2 separate regions of the Anas platyrhynchos genome follow, and region 2 is linked to region 1. A link is a contact called in public Hi-C data. All regions are on one chromosome and are shown on one strand. Each heading gives the region's core, a stretch centred on a gene start, on an enhancer-like site or on the middle of the called end of the contact. The rest is flanking DNA. Distances are from core to core; before and after follow the strand shown. Region 1 overlaps ARID1B (AT-rich interaction domain 1B). Region 2 overlaps ARID1B (AT-rich interaction domain 1B).

Region 1 (5,277 bases), core at 954-3,453:
AGGGGTAAGCTGTTAGTGTGCCGTAATAGCATTTTGGAAGATGGAACATGTGGCGTTCAGTTTTATTTATACACGCGTTTGTGTGTGCGTTTGTATGCATGGTTGTTCCTTAAAGGAAAAAAAAATTAATCCAGCTTTTGACTGATCTTTCAGCTTCAGTATTTAGAGTGGCTGTGATGTGCGTGGCTGTTTATGGAGAGACCTGGGGAAATGACCACCCAGCAGATCACGAGCGGGTGGTAGGTGATGTGGGACAGACCTAACAGCTGGGCATGGTTCATTCAGCTTCTGCCGAGTGCCAGCTTGCACATGCAGGAATTGTCTTTGAACCCGGGACTGCCGAGAAAGTCAGGTAGAATAAGAGTGACCGGATGGAGCGGTGTCTGCCTGGGTCTGCAGTCAGCACGCAGGAATGTATTTAAAAGTTGGAAGCCCTTTCAGTCCCGTTAATCTTATTAGAGCCTAATGATGACATGTAAAATGCTAACAGTTCCGATTTATTTTGTGTTGGTTTTAGCTGGAATAGGAGGACAGATTTTAGCAGATGGGACCAGTGCTCCCAGATGGCGGAGAAAATTAGGAGGGATACAAAGATGTGAAAAAGAAAGGGAAAAAAGAATAAGGTGCACAGAGCAGAAATAAGAGGTAAAAGGTTTAACCATTGTGAACGACGCCAACACAAACACCAAGGCAATGGACAAATGAAAATACCCGTGTCTGAATTTCTTAAATCCTGAGATTTAGACGCTCAGTTCTCATCAGGACATTTTAATCCCTCAGTTAGAATGGAAAACCTGAGTCTGAGAGGTTGGTCGTGATATAAAGATTTAATCCACACCTTGTAGGAGTCTCACGTTGGCATCAGTTGGCGTGGCAGTGCGGAAAGGAGGCGGCACATGCTCCAGGTGGGCTACAGTGTCCAGCCCTGCCTGGGGAAGGAGCTGCCGGGCTGTTTTCCAGTCAGTGCTTAGTTTCCTATTCTCTTCCCCTCCCTTTCCCCACAACTTTTGCTGCCAGCACCGACCTGACCCAAATCCGTCTGGGTAGCAGCGGCCTGGCCCAGCCTGGGAGGGTGATGCCGCCTCTCCCATGCATCCCGGCCTCTTGGCAGAGGTGCCAGCCACCCTTGGGTGCTGCAGCCCTTTTGGCAGAGCTTGTGGCGTGGCGTGGCACTGCTGCAGGGCACCGTGCTGGTGGCAGACCTGTCGGGAGGCTCGGGGCGAGGGAAAGGGAGCCGCTGATGCTCCCGCAGCGGGGGAGCTCCAGCCAGAACAGGGCGCTCGTGTTTGGTCGCCGGCTCTAATCCGTCCATTGTGTGCGCTTTTAAGCTGCGTTGTGATGTAATTGGCTTAATCATTACTATTATGTTGCTGCGCACAAGTTGGGATTGTAATTTGACATATGGAAATCAACGGCGACTGGATTAGCGATTCGCAGGTGTCATTTAAAAGCAGGGGCAGGCGAGAAAGCCTTGCCTGTGTTGCAAGGGAGGTGTTGCTGCCGTGCGGAGGCACAATTATCTGCAGCACTGCGTCTGGTGCCGTCTTCACGTCGGAGCCAGCTTCACCTGGGCGCTGCTGGGGCCGCGCTGCTGGGCTCCAGGAGCCCCGACCTCGCTCCCGATGGACGTGCTCGCTGGCGGAGGGATTTTATGGTTCCTTCGGAGAAGACAAGTCCAGGAGGAAAGATTTCTCTTCGACAGGGAAATCCGTGCCATGGAGCCACCGTTCTGCTAGAGAGACGCAGTGAGGGTGGCATTTCCGATGTGGCGGTGCCAGCACCGCGGGGCTGTGGGCACTGCTCGTGGAAGTGGCCGCGTTTTGGTTCTGTGACGCAGCAGAAAGCGGTGACCTCACCTCCAAAATTTAATAACTCTGGAAGTTGTTGAGGGAGGCAGCTCCTAAGTCTTTTCAAATACCTGCGGCCGGGATGCATTTTTTCAGTGCTCCCTCTCCGACACAGGATATACAATTTTAAGAATGACGTGTGCTCAGGACTGAAACCTCTTTTTGGCTCCCAACCATGCTACTTTTACTCGAGTTCACTAAGCTTTTATTTTTATTTTTCTCTTTCCTCCACCTTGCAAACGGTGCTGTATTGCTACACTCAGCGCACCACGCTGCATCTCCTGTAGCCTGCTTATTCTCACAGCCCCAGCTACCAGAAGTTCAAATCTCGAGGGGAAATTCAGCTGCTGCGCGGTGTAGCTACGTGTCAGCTTCCTGCTTTGAAGCGTAGGACACCAAAGAGAATACATTTAGTGGCTGACCGTGAGTTATGACGGTGCAAATCTAGAAGGAAACTGTTGTTCTAGCGGTATCCATAACACGGAAGCCTTGAGCTGCGAGATGGAGTAGCGATGCCATTTGAGAAAATTGAGAAAATGTGTTCTCGAGAGATTTTGGTGTTTGTTAATTTTTCCATCTTTATTTTTTGGAGATTTGAACTAGATCGATTGGCACAAAATAGCACTTAATTCCTGGAAGGAAGGAGGAAAGAAGTTATTCAAGAAGAAGAAAAAGTAGGCATAAAAATTGTTTTCTTTTAATGCTTGCCTTGTTTAAGACAGCTTTCTTTTGTTGAAGTCTCCGAGCAGCCTCTGCTTCTGCCATCTGGTGGCTGCTTCTGCAAGTTGCATCTTCAAAGCCAAATTAAATTGTTTTAAAGCCAATTAATCCTTTTCAGAAGAGGATGTTTTCAAGTGTCTGAATTATCTCTGTCTTGATATGTTGACACTTGGAGTGTCTATGTGTGTGTTTAGTATATAGGAAAATACAGAGAAATGAGCCCTCATTTACATCTGCCTGTGCACTGTTGACTTAGGTAGGAATCCGGGGGCTTGTAAATAAGTTTTTGGATTTGTTTCAGCTCAGAAAGAATAGATATTCATACTAGCCTCCAGTAACTTCTGTTTCGCTGCTCAGAGCAAAATTAGGATTACATGTTTCACCAGCTCTGTTGCTGCTGTTCTCTTTGTGGAGTTGTGTTATCGGAGGTGTTCGGAGATGACTAAAAGGATTTCCCAGCCTTCTTCCTCTGAGCCATTTTAAAGCTGTGTTTTAGGCTTGCTGAAGCCTCCCGAGTGCCCTTTGTGCCAGCTGGTTTTTAAGGGGAGAGAAGGGCACCATAGCAGGGAATACGGTGCTCTTTTAGGGCTCTCAGCGGCGCTCAGGGGCCCCTTACAGAGGAGCCAAAGCGGTTTGCAGTGGTTATGGCTAAGCGAGTAGCAGCAATTTCAGCATGTTCCTGCCTGGACCTATGCATCTCACTGCCAGGGCAACCCAAGAAATCTCAGGGCTGAGTGATGGCGATCGTGGTCTGGAAGCTTCACCTGCAGAATCAGTAGTTATAATGTCTGGGAATTTCAGCCTCAGGAGATCTCTCTGGTATTTCTTTTCAGGATTTTAAAGTTTTATGGGAGGATATGGAAAAAAGTGAGGTTTTATTGGCTCATCACGCGGTGGTGGTGGATGTGGACAACCTTGCATGGGGGAAGAGAAGATGAAATGATGCACAGGAGAGGAAAGAAAGCCACATTAGCTGGGAACCCCCAAATGTCCCCCAGTGTCCAGGCGTGCTGGATAAATGGCACGGCAGCAGCTGCCCCTTTGCTCCCTGCGCTCTGTCCCAGTCAGCGATGCTGCCTGCGCACGCACTCCTGCAGTGCAGTCTCAGGGAAGTCGAGGCAAGGCTTTAGGGAGGAACTGCCTCCTGTGGCAGTGTCCCCGTGAGGGGACAGCATGCTGAGCTTTTTCCTAGATATATTTATTCCCTTGTTTCTTCTGCTAGACATCTCTCTGGTGACCCAAAATACTGATGAATACACGCCCAATGCTTCTTTTCCATGTGAAGCAGCTACTGATGCTTGCAGAATAAATACTGGCGGCCTCAGGGTTAGGCTTGGGCAGCTGGCATGGGGCTGTGGAAGTGCTCTGCTTTCCAAAAGCTCCTCTGAGTGCAATGTGGAGGGCTGGGGTGAGCAGAGCTGGTGAGCATCACCCCTGCCTCCGAGTCCTCAAACCATGCTGTTGCGTGGTTTGCCATCAGCTGGGAACTAGCGCTAAAAAATAAATAAATGAATGAACTGCTGGCTTTCTTCCCGTATCATCTCTGCTTTAAGAACAAGAACATGGTGAGCAGCCATCACCAGCAATGCTGTGGAGTTTGTATCACCAAGATGTGGCTGGGACCACGCGTGGCTTTGTGGTGGAAGCTGAGAGCTGCCGCTGCCCTTCGGAGAGTCCGAGGGGTCAGAAGCTGGCACACAGCTTTCCTAAACACACGTGTGTGCGACTCGGGACATCGCCCAGTTTTTCCTGAAGCGACGTCTGCAACTCTCTATGCCTTTCTGGTGACATGCATCCCCCTTCCCTCAGTATTTCTGCTGTGTTTCTGCGCTGACTTAAGCCGACGCTTTGTTCATACGTGCTGCTGCAGCCCCTGACCAGCCAGTGCTCGTGGCAGCGGCCGCCTGCTTCGGTCCTGGCTCGAGGAGCTGCCCTGCGATGTGCACGGGGGGTTAGCCCTTTGCTAGGATCTGTAGAAACACCCCAAAAGCATCTGGTGCTCTTCTCCTGATGGGAACACCCGTCAGCTTGAGGGTCTGACTGAACCCACCATTTCACATCAGTCCCTACAGTGCAGCAATGAGAATTACCACCAACAACAACAAAAAAAGGGGGAGGGAGATTTATTTTCTCAGTCTTTCCTCTGTTACTCCACACTCTTAATTGGTGGGGTGCTGAGACCTCGCAGCCCCACGTTCCTCCCCTGGTTTGCCAGCATTTAGCTCAGCTTTGTGTTTCTGGCAGCGTGCAGCTGAACTGCAGGCTGTTAAACTGTAACCAGGATGCTGCTGGTGCGATAGCGCGGGCCCTTTGCAGTCCTGTGTGGCCCGTGTGATTTATACGGCTGTTTTGAACTTGGAGGGAATATCAGATTCACCGAGAGCTCATCTGACAACTGGAACGCAGCGCTTGCTTGTAAATACCTGCACATTTTAAATAAATGTTTAGGCAGGTGGTCTCTTTGTTTGGGGGTGGGAGGAGGGCAGGACAGAGCGCTTGCAAATACCTGGCTGCTCTTTCTTGATTAGGAGAGCAGGTTAGACCAGATTTCTTTTTTCTTCTGCAAATTTCTCCCTGACTGCATAACTGGTGCGACCAGAACTGCTGCCCGGAGCCAGGAACCCCACCTTGGTGCAGGAAGCCTGCTCCTGTTGGTCTTGCGACTGAAACCCACGACAACAAAGAAACCGCAACTTTCTTAATTTCCCTG
Region 2 (5,359 bases), core at 1,737-4,236, 120 kb after region 1:
ATTCTTTGGATATTCTCAGCCTTGCACTGCAAACAAGACTCGCAGTGGAGCTGTGCAGTCAGCAATGTAATACAGGGTACTGCTGGGCTAGTCCTGCGTGTTTGAAGTCTGCCTTAATTAATGAAGGGGCCTCACTTCACTCTGCCTCTCATCTAGCTAAAGCATCATTGATCTGTCCCTGCAAGATGCCCTAAAGTGAAAGGACTCGAGCCAGGAATTACAGGCTAAACTGTCTGACAGCTGGTGGCTAGTTTGGAGAGAAAAAATATTTTTCATATCGGTGCTCAAACACTTAAATTGCAGAATAGCGCTGTTATTGCTTTTTAAATTAGTTTTTAGAAGCTGCTTTTTAATTAGAATGGGGTGGGTGTGGGTGGGTGTCAGAGCAAGAGTGAGCGTGCATTTGCTTGGAGATAAATTGCTAACTGAAGAGCACAGGCCCTGGAAGAGTGCAAGGCATTTAAAAGATGCACCATGCAGAAGACTCTCAACAAGCAAAGCTTTTTATGTAGCTATCAGCAGGTTCCTTAATGGTTTTATAACTGTAAATGCTGTCTATGCATTACTTCGTGTGGGAGTAATGAGCATTAGTTAGAAGAGGAAAATAATAATAATAATAAAAAAAAAAAGTAAACCAAGACATTAAGTACTTTTTTTTTTTCTTTTGTCTCCTGACTTTTAAACAAACCAGTCTGCTGCAAACCAATGATTCTGCCATTTCTTGTGCTAGGTTAATAAAAACAAGAAGTGGCGTGAGCTGGCAACAACATTGAACGTTGGCACTTCGAGCAGTGCAGCCAGCTCCCTGAAAAAACAATACATTCAGTACCTGTTTGCCTTCGAGTGCAAGATCGAGCGAGGGGAGGAGCCCCCTCCAGAAGTCTTCAGCACCGGAGATACCAAGAAACAACCTAAGATTCAGCCGCCATCTCCTGGTAAGTAGGAAAAACTGCAGCCTCTTACACAACCATTTTTAAATGCGCAAGATATTCACTAGGTTGCAGTTTTTATATTTAGAAGCATGTCTTGCTAATATTAGACAAACTGCGAGGATAAATATGTTGTTGGCATCTTGTTTTCCAACTTGAACCGGCTCCTGAGTTGAGTCAGATTTAACTCTGAGGAGCCATCCACGGTTATGTATCTAGTCTTTGCTCAAGGTGCATGTACCATCATATCTCTAAGATTCAAAGAGTTAAGCTGTTGTAGTAAAAATGATAGCATTCTGCGAGGACGTGCTCGTGCTGTAAGACACGAGGCAGCCAGCACCAGGAGGAGTTTCCATTTATCTAAAGATGAGGTCCTTCTGCCTGCACCTTCATTGCTGTGGCTCTGAAGCTGCATTTTCAGCGTGGCTGTTGCTTGGTAAAACTTCAGTTGGAGGCAGGATGGCAGATGCTGGGCTAATGAGTGGATCTCAGATGTTTGCTCTGATGTGGCTCGCCTTGAATGTGTGGCAGATGGAAGGAGCTGAGAGTATGGTGTATCCCCACGGCCAGACATTGTAGTCTGGAGGCACGCTCTCTATTCTGTTGTTGTTAATCCTGCATGTCAGATAAGTTGTTAGCATCACCATTTTTATCTTCTCTGAAAAATCAGAACATGAATTGATTGATTTGGGCCATTCTTTTTGTGTGTACAGTGTGGTTTCTTTCTAAATTAATTTAACTTGAGACTTGCAAGATTTGATAGTCATGATTGATACTCAACACAGGAAAATTCTTTAGCAGTGACATTTTAAGTATATAGGAAAAGGTGTTGTAAGTATTAGTCTATTAAGTTGACTTCTGAAAAATTTTCCTTTCATTTGCTGGTTATTAGACTTTTCTGAGCAACAAAATAATTTTGCTAATACCAGCTTTCACATTTACTGCTAGGTAGACCGCCTTCTGTTATTGCCAAGAGAGCATAATTCTGGAATGTTGATAGCAGTTCCGTATGTTAGAAGGCAATATTGGAAAAGTATTTAATGACTTAATTTGTGTTATTTCGGTTCACTGGCTGAAAATGGGAGGTGGAGAGTGGGGGACCCAGCAAGCTCTTGAGGTATTTTGCTGGCTGTATCGCCCCAGTTGGAAAACTCCTATCGTGGATACCACAAAATTTGCAAAAACCTTTATCATCATATAACACAGTTCTGGCCTTTACAAGATCATTTCATATGATAGTGCTTTGTCACTACAGAAGAAGGTAAGGCAATAAAGCTTAAATCTTTTTCAGCATGAGGTATTTGGTTTAAGGATTTGGGGCAGTGTTTAGTGTTAAACACTCCTAGATACATCTCCTTGTGTAATACTTTAAATAGTCCCACTTCCTCTTTAATACCTACAGTTATCAGGTACCTCAGTGTTGATAATTTAATATAGAAGATGACTTTGCAAGGTAATTTCAGAATGTGAAGAAAAATACGTAGTACAAGAGGTGAAGCCTATAGTCCAAATGTTTATCAGTCTGAAATGAGCATAGCAAGTCCAGAGTGTGCCCCACTGCAAAAATTATAAGTGTTGCATTTGCCTCTCATTCCCAAGAAGGCTGGTAAGGGGAGTGAAATTGTTTAGACTTGCTAAGGAGTGTCAGGAGGAAATTAATTTCTTTCTAAAACTAAGAAGCAGTACTAAAAATGAAAGGGTATTGTGCTTTGCTGTCTCCTCCCTTGCCCGTCCCCCTCCAACACTGCGCTCAGCAGTTTGTTCGGGGACAATTCCTGTGAATCTGTTGAACTTTGAGATGAAGAATCCTTATTTAAATACGTAGACTGGAAACAAAGGAATAGAAACACCAGACGTACCATTTTTACAGCGTCCTTTTGTATCACGATGCCACAGATTAAAATGATAAAGTCCGAGTTTAAATTTATCATAACATTCAAGGAAGCTGCCCATGAGGAGAACTGAAACTATTTTTCTAAGATAAAAACACAGCAGGACATAGAGACTGGAAGAGGGGGAAGCAAGCAAAGATCTCAAGGTTTGTTTTGTTGGCTAGAAAAGAACTCGTGTCACTGAATGGACTGCACTTCTGTACGCAGAAAGGCTTTCCCAGTGTGTATCAGCTTTAGTACATGAAATCCCGCTGAGGTATAGATGCTGCAGAGTACAAGCCTGTTCTTTTTAATAGTCAGCTTTTTTTTTCTCGCTCCTTTTTCTTTGGTTTATACCAACATTAACATTTTAACTGCACAAAAGAAGTAGAGTTGTGGATGTACTTTAGATAATCTGTTACTCTTTGGCATTCAGAGGGAGCAGGAGCCCGGTACAACACGGAACAGCAGCCTCGTAAGGTCCTCCTTTTAACCATTAGCCTCTGTTGTGCAGTTAGCTCAGTGCAGGCAGAACCGCTTTGAAGCAGACACCATTTGCAAAGAAGCAGTTGGCAGCATTAGTGCTTGGGTAATTTGATAAAAAAGCAGGGGGATTTGTCTCAGAGGGGGCGTGTTGTACTTTGTCCATGAGAAACAGTGCAAAAACCATAGGAAGCAGAGCCCAGCAGAAGAACCTGGTTGGGAAAAGGTTGTGGTGTGCAAGGCAAATCTGGGGGACTGCGATGCAGCACTGTGGGTTCGTGTGTTAGTCCATTTGCTTGTATTTGGGATTTCCCATCACTTTTGGTTTTTGCATCATTAACTCTAATAAGGTAAATGATATGTAAAGGAGAGAATAGTTTAGTGCTGTGTACAGTGCAATTCAGGGTAGTGTCAGCAATTATATGAAGTTGAAGAAGGGAGTCGGAGTAGCCAGCGTTGGCACTGTAGCCAAGGCATTAGTGATAGGATTAGCTGCCTATTGTAATAAACGTCCTGGCTCCATAGTACTGTTGGAGCCTCTTCTGTCCTTTCAGAAAACTGCCAGGCAGAGGTGGGGGCCTGAAGGTGTTGCAGTGTGTCTTGCACTGCTCTGAGGCTGTGCAGGCTGGAGACGTGCTTGTGGTAGGCTGAGACCTTGATATCACGCCTTGGGTCTGCCTGGGTCAGGTAGTACCACCGTGGTGGACACCACCAGCAGATGCCTAATGCCAGGCTAGCTATTAGAGGACCCCTGCTGGCCCTGTGTCCTGGTTGTTGTGTCTGTGCCAAGGTCCGTGCCAACTATTGGGTGTTATTTTGCTGTGCAGGCACTCCTTTATGGAGAGAAAGGCACCGTGGGCCTTCGTAAGCATCCTTCTGGGGCTCCAGTACTTTCCAGAAGTGGGTACAAAGACAAAATGCGCTTCCCATCATGTGCATTCGATAGTTTTGACCCAAATGCACAAATCCAGTGGCAAGTCCTGAACTGAAAGTTTCCCTGGCAGTGGAGAAGCAGGCCCTGGGGAGAGGGACAGCGGGGGGGACGCAGCACAACGCAGCCCTTCAGTGAGTGCCCCTGGAACCAAACCCATCCCTCTTCAGCAGCGGGTGGCCGACCGACCTGCTGTTATTAGCGGGCAGGTGATGCCACGCAGCGTGCCACCAGGCCAGCCGAGGAATCCCCACAGAAGACGGATGGGCGAGGGGTCGGAGGACGTGGGGGCAGGCCGAGGTGCCCCCACGCCCCGCCGGGGGGGCCCAGCCGCAGCCAGCGGCCCCCAGCCCGGCCAAACTGGGGCACGGGGCTCGTGCTGTGTGAATTATCTTCCCAGCGTGGCGGCTGGCTGCTCGCTCTGAAGTATGCGAATGTGCTTAACCTTCAGTAACCTTCCCATTGTTTACTTTAGAGTATACATTTGTAGCTTCTGGCAAAAGGTAGGGATATCCTAGAGAGCGCGTCAGGCCTCCTATTAATGGCGTTTCAAGAGGTTGAATTCTTTTTTTTTTTTTTTTCCTGGAGGGAAAAAATTGCTGGCAAGAGAAATCTGTTTTATATATTTATTTTTTTAACTGCGTCTTTCTGGTAAATCAAGGGTCTTTCCTGAAAGCAGCCCGTGCTGCCATTCAGGCTTTGCAAGGAAAAAGCTGTGGCAGTCCTGCAATTCCGTGCTGCCGTTGAGTGAACTGCGGGAAGAGTTTGTAGGATTTCACTTCTCACTAACAGAAATGCTCCTTTTATTTCCTTTTGAATGGATTTTAAATTCCTAAAAGCATACTCTTACAGATCTGCTATGACACTTGAGAGAGAAGCATTACTGAGACATGGACGTGAGATGAAGAATTCATTAGCTATGTATACATAGGTTTTTTTCCTGGACGTCCACAAGTCAGCTCCAGTCATGTACACAGAGATTACCTATTCTAAAAGAACATTAGTGTTTGTCTTTCTTATTCATTCTTTGTTTAGTACCGAAGCTTAGAAAGCACTTTAAAAGATAGGGCTTCTGTTTCAGGATGTCCACGATCAAAACGAAACGGCTAGAGTAATAAAATACCTGCAAGAATAGATATAAGGAA

The links. A called contact is a pair of places that touch in the nucleus more often than the background predicts.
Region 2: a Hi-C map of skeletal muscle shows a contact between it and region 1, with 2.0 times the contacts expected there. The contact joins two enhancer-like sites. A contact is called at or near these places in 2 of 8 Hi-C or Micro-C datasets (skeletal muscle and subcutaneous adipose tissue).

Annotation. Positions count from the first base shown.
Region 1 is chr3:56,662,353-56,667,629 of IASCAAS_PekinDuck_T2T, forward strand. The region is part of intron 4 of ARID1B (AT-rich interaction domain 1B); the gene reads left to right. Among named protein-coding and RNA genes, the nearest start is that of ARID1B, 180 kb to the left of the region's middle. Within about 2 kb of position 2,204, at least 3 of the 8 cell types and tissues checked have an H3K27ac peak or open chromatin away from gene starts, as enhancers often do.
Region 2 is chr3:56,780,490-56,785,848 of IASCAAS_PekinDuck_T2T, forward strand. ARID1B (AT-rich interaction domain 1B) reads left to right here. Exons shown (of 19, transcript XM_072035945.1): 12 at 731-935. Among named protein-coding and RNA genes, the nearest start is that of TMEM242, 100 kb to the right of the region's middle. Within about 2 kb of position 2,987, at least 2 of the 8 cell types and tissues checked have an H3K27ac peak or open chromatin away from gene starts, as enhancers often do.